Regions from separate parts of the Mus musculus genome. Here region 1 is linked to region 2. The links are chromatin contacts, called in public HiChIP or PLAC-seq maps. All regions are on one chromosome and are shown on one strand. Each heading gives the region's core, a stretch centred on a gene start, on an enhancer-like site or on the middle of the called end of the contact. The rest is flanking DNA. Distances are from core to core; before and after follow the strand shown. Region 1 overlaps Pex14 (peroxisomal biogenesis factor 14). Region 2 overlaps Pex14 (peroxisomal biogenesis factor 14).

The links. HiChIP or PLAC-seq counts read pairs in DNA pulled down with a chosen protein or histone mark.
Region 1: a contact with region 2 is called in an H3K27ac HiChIP or PLAC-seq map of embryonic stem cells, with 19 read pairs. The contact joins two enhancer-like sites. A contact is called at or near these places in 1 of 484 Hi-C or Micro-C datasets (CD4 T cells), 4 of 115 datasets of contacts at active chromatin or transcription factors (T-cell acute lymphoblastic leukemia, embryonic stem cells and intestinal crypt epithelium) and 3 of 9 other capture datasets (embryonic stem cells, embryonic tail and embryonic trunk).

The regions. Positions count from the first base shown.
Region 1 is chr4:149,063,234-149,065,933 of GRCm38.p6, forward strand. The region is part of intron 2 of Pex14 (peroxisomal biogenesis factor 14); the gene reads right to left. Among named protein-coding and RNA genes, the nearest start is that of Gm46722, 33 kb to the right of the region's middle. Within about 2 kb of position 1,273, at least 30 of the 459 cell types and tissues checked have an H3K27ac peak or open chromatin away from gene starts, as enhancers often do.
Region 2 is chr4:148,996,935-148,999,634 of GRCm38.p6, forward strand. All of the region lies in intron 3 of Pex14 (peroxisomal biogenesis factor 14), which reads right to left. It overlaps Gm42351 (a long non-coding RNA gene), which reads right to left. Exons shown (of 2, transcript XR_881580.3): 2 at 82-2,700. Among named protein-coding and RNA genes, the nearest start is that of Gm42351, 12 kb to the right of the region's middle. Within about 2 kb of position 1,392, at least 9 of the 459 cell types and tissues checked have an H3K27ac peak or open chromatin away from gene starts, as enhancers often do.

The DNA of each region.
Region 1 (2,700 bases), core at 23-2,522, 66 kb after region 2:
CAGTTACAGAGCACCTTCAGGATTGGAGGTTAATGATCCAGGGCCTCGAAGAACAATATACACTTTGCTACGGTCTTACAGGTAAGACAAAGTGTGCCTTAGAGGTCACAGGCCTCACTCAGTCCCTACAGGTCATAGGTCCTATGGCCCCTAAAAGTCATAGTCCTACTTAGAAGCCACTTGAGTAAGTTTCCGTGCAACTGGTCCTTCTGTGATTGTGGCAGCCTTTTGGTGGGGGAAACAGACTTAAAGACTAGGCACAGAATGCCTCTTGTCTTACGAATTATGAAGTCATGCCACTGAGTTACTGCTATGACTTGGCACAGCACCTGGCTTCCAGCACTAAACCCAATGAGTACTCTATAAACCCTGACATGCAACGACACCTCCATTTCTACAACAGACAACAAAAAGGTGACAACTGGAGCTAGAGAGATGGCTCAGTGGTTAACAAGCAGCATTTGATCCTCTCTCAGAGGACCCAGGTTTGGTTCCCAGCACGTACATGGAAGCTCACAGCCATCCCTAACTCCTGCTCCAGGGGGTCTGACCTCCAAGTATCTCGGGCACACACACCTGTGGTGTACATACACACATGAAACAAATCTAAACAAATGTTTTAGCTGGGAAGTACACACTTTCAATCAAATAGCACTAAAGCTTGAAAGAGTACACCATGACGTCAGCCAAAACCCCATCACCTACACATGCCACCACGGTCACCTACACATGCCACCACGGTCACCTACACATGCCACCACAGTCACCTACACATGCCACCACAGTCATCAAAGGTGAGCAGGAGGCAGGGAGGGACAGACAGAGAGAGGGTAGTGAAAGAGAAAATAATTCCGAGAGGAAAGAGGGGTAAAGAAAGGGAAAGACAGACGAGAGGTGAGGGAGCTCGCGCAGAAAGACAGCCCTCTCGCTGGCATCCGCAGCTCGCAGCTTTCGGGGCGTTTGTGAAACAACAGTTGCAGTGAGACAAACAGACGGGGAGTCTTCTGGCTTCCAGCCTGAGTCAACGGGACTGTTTCTAGACAAACTGAAAGCAAGCTGCTCTGTCCGCACACTCGGTCGTGCAGGACAGCTTCAGGACAGGATGTGGGAAAGGAAGAGCGAGGAGGTGGGAGCGAGCGCTGGCTTTACTGGTCCCAGTGTCACTGCAAATAAATACTGTCAAGATTTAAACCATAATAATGGAAAGGCTATAAAGGTCTCGGTTATAATGCTTCCTCTGATGCTCCTGTTCATAAATGCCCTCTTTATACTGCCCAAGTGGCAATGCTCCACTGAACATCAGTATATGGGCACCCCAGTGGGAACGCTGCACCCTAGGTTCCCAGCAGGAAGCCAGGCAGCAACTGTGCAATGCATCTCCAGCCTGTGTAAGTGAGCACACACACTCACTTAGGTCCTAAAGTGTGGACTGAGTACCACTCAAGAGCTAAGAAACACAGTACACAGCCACCCCATAGCAGGGTTAGCAAGGTGTCTATACGCCAAATACCTGGGAAAAGCAGACGCAAATGTGTCCCATGTGGACACACATCCATGTAACATAGACTCCTTCACTACTCGAACAACTAAAATCCCCACCCTTGTGCCCGGTGGCCTAATGTAAAATGCAGTTTCCTCTGCTTTGTGCTTTGTGTAGACTGCAGATCAGCAGCAATTAAAAGGAAGCTAACTGGGTGTTCACAGAGACACCTTTACTTGGACTCAGCAGACAGAAAGGTAAAGAAAACCAAAGGTTTCAAGAAACCACTTCCCAGCTGGTATACAGCTCGGTGAGTATAACATGCACGAGACCCTGAGTTCGCTCTCCAGATAACACAGAAGCCACAATAAAAGGCGGAAGGCTTGGTGCAGCTGAGTGGTGAAGCTTTTCTCTAGCATGTATAAGGCCTGGGCTTTAACCCCCAGTACCTCTAAAAGAAAAAAACAACCCCACCTCTTACAAATTAAGGCTATCAGCAAGCAGGTTGGGCATAGTGGTACATGCCTTTAATGCCAGGGACAGAGGCAGGTGGATCTCTGTGAGTTCTAGGCCAGCCTAGTCTACATAATGAGTTCCAGGGCTAGCAGGGCTAGATAGTGAGACCTTGTCTCTTGCATGAATACCTCAGAGGCACTACAAGGAGATGGAAACCAAGGTGGAAACAAGAACAGATACAGGGTAAAGTGAGTCTGAAACCTAAACCAAGAGAACCAAGAGAGGCCATCACGGGAGCCAAAGCACAGAGCCAGGAGAGGCCTGTGGCAGTAACCCAGCCACAGGGTGATGGCTCGCTCACGTTTGCTAGGTGGGCAGTCAGCACCAACCACAAACCACCATCGGCTGCCTTCCCTGTTGATCTGTAATTGGTGAGCCTGCGATAGAGCCAGCAATTATCGTTAGGGCCCCTGTATTTATTTCACAGACAAAGGCAAGCAGGAGAGACCAGTTAGTAATGAGTAAGTAATGATCGAGGAACACACTGTACTTTATAGAGCTGCTTGGGCAGGAGAAGCTATTCAGAAAATAAAAAGTGAAAGACTAAAATAAGCTAGAGAAACTCAATTTTCTCCTCCCTTCCTCCCAAAGCCACACTTAGGATAAAATGAGGTTTGTGCAGGTTAATCCTTATGAGGTAAGAAAAAAATGATTAAATACATTTAAAAAAAATCAATTGTACATTAAACCAAATCCAGGAACTG
Region 2 (2,700 bases), core at 142-2,641:
CATTGATTCTTGAGGGCGTCTATTTATACCTTATGATTTGTTTTCCTGTTGACCTAGTTTATTTCCACTTTCTCTGTCTTCTTTTTGGTGTGATTTTGTCTATTGTTTTTTATGGTAGCTTGCAATGGGTTTCTTGATATAGTTGCTATCTTCTCTTTCCTAGTTATTAAATAGCTTGGGTGGGGCGTGTTTCTGCTGTTTGGTTGGTTTGGTTTGGTTTTTTTCCATTCTATTTTAGTGAACATCAGATCATCTCTGCAATGACAATTATTGTCTTCCTGGTGGGGGTAGTATTGTTATTATTACTATTATTAATCTTTAAAGACAAGGTCTCACTCTGTAGATAAGGCTGGCCTCAAACTCAGAGATCTGCCTTCCTCTGCCTCCCAAGCACTGGGATTAATGGCGTGCACCAGCAACGGTCTATTCTTGACATGGCCGTCAGGTTGAGCCTACTAAAGCATCACCCATCTGTGTAAAACTGATGATTCCCAAAGTCTTCAGAACAAGTCCAAACTCCTCAGAGGGAGCAATCCTCCTAAAGCACAGCGAGCCTGCCTCGAACCACTGCCTACCCTGTCCGTACAGCACGCTTTCCTGTTCCTGGAATTCACTCCATACGACTTCTTCCTCGGGCACCAGTCCTTCCCTTTTCATAGAATTCTTTCTCTCTAAAAATGCATGAGGTTTGCTTCCTCATTTCTTCAAGTGTCTCTCAAAATGTCACTTTACAGGGCCTTTCCTGATCATTCCTGAGAAGTCTAGTGCCCTTACTCTGCCCACACTGACTCTGAACTTTACTGTGCTCGCTGCGGCTCGCTTCCTCCTTGCCATTGGGATGCAAGCTCAGTAAGGCAAAGATTTGGGGTTCTTCACTCACTCTGCTCCTCCTAGAACATGCAGCTCGGCTCAGCAGTCTCAATGTCTTGCCAGGATGTGCCGCTCTGCTTGTTAGGACTGGAGGTATGGCTTAGTGGTAGAGCATGCGCCTTGTTTGTGCAAACACTGTGCCTCAGCACCCCTAAACTATATACATACATAATGCATGTATGCATACATGCATATATACATGCACACACATATATACACATGCATACATACATACATACATGAATAATAAAGACAAAGGGAACAATGACCAGAACTATGGTTGACTCAAAAATCAGAAACCAAGGCAGACATTGAGTAGTAAGTATCCTCAAAATGGTGATAGCAGGCTGGTGATGGTAAGGGTGCTTCCCACCAAACCTTATGACATGAGTTCCTTGCCAGCACCCATATGGTAGGAGAAAAGAACTGACTTTCATGAGCTGTCTTTTGACTGCCACACTCAGGCACAGAAAGTAACTAAAAGTTCTAAGCACACATGTGGTCCTGTCATGTCCCGCCACACTTCCTGGACTTCTCTTCATGTGGTTTTGTTTTTAATCACAACTTCACGTAACTTTTTCTGCCCCACTCCTCTTCCGTTTGGGGGACTGAAATTACCCTGACAGTCAACATGACTTTGGGCAATATCTAGTCCTACATTCCCAATCTATCTTCCCTCTGTGTACTTTCTCTGTGGTGTTCTCTACTGCCTGTTTTCAGAATCACAGATCCTTTCTTCTGTGTGTCCAATCTGCTGCCAAACTCACCCAGTTGGTTTCCTTTTTTTTTTTTCCTTTTCCTTTGTCTTCATCTGAGACAGTGAGAAAGATGGTTTATTGTATATAACTTACACTTGGACACAAGTGAGAACAGAACCAACCAGTCCAGAATGCCAACGGTCCAAGGCAGAGAGAGTGGGACTGTCTTGGTTGTAGGGAGGCAGTCGGCTTCCTGGGTGATCTTGGTGAGATGGTTTTCCAGGTCCACTGAGACCTGCACAGACACAGCACACAGTCCAACAACTTGTACCAGCGTCCCAGCCCGAGGCATCCTTTCCTTCTGCTCCCCCAGGCTTGGTCGGGGCACAGGCTGGTTTACTTCGACCTCGGCCTCATCCTTCTCTTATGCTTCAGCCTGTAAATTTGCGTCTTCTGCCATTTCCTCTCCTGGGGCACAAGTTTCAAGGAGGATGGCACTAGACAGAGATGAATTTTCTTTTCAATGTGAATCTATTTTATGTCTATGTTAATGTGTTGGGACCACACGTAGAGGTCAGAAACAACTTGCACAGTTGATTTTCTCCTTCCACCATGTGGGTCTCGGGGTCAAGCCTAGCAATGAGCCCCTGGCAATGAACCCCTAGCAATGAGCCCCTATCTCACTGGGCCCCAACCCGGTCAGACTCATCCTTTCATTCACTTTGATGTAAATTCTTTAACATCTTTCAAAGCTCTCGTTAGTCCTAGGTATGCTAATATCAAAAAGCTTTCTGCTTTGGCAAAGATCACGGGATTCTGTTCCCTTCCAGTAGATTCTAATTTTGAATGAAGGAAAGCTGATGAGATCCTGGCTTCTCTTTCAAGTTGGCTAACTCAGGAGTGTCCCTTTTGGGGTTTAAGAGCCCACCTCTGTGGCCTTGACAATGCCCAGACCCTGAATTCTGCCTCTCCAAGAGTGGCTATCCCTAAGGTCCCTACTGGGCTTGGTGGTGCTTCCAAGATGCACAGGCAGGCCACCGGGCAAGACTGTGGGCTGTCACCTTCACAGCTCTCACATTTGACTCTCCGTTCAAGCCCCAGTCCCGCGTCAGACTTAAAGCTTATCCCCAGT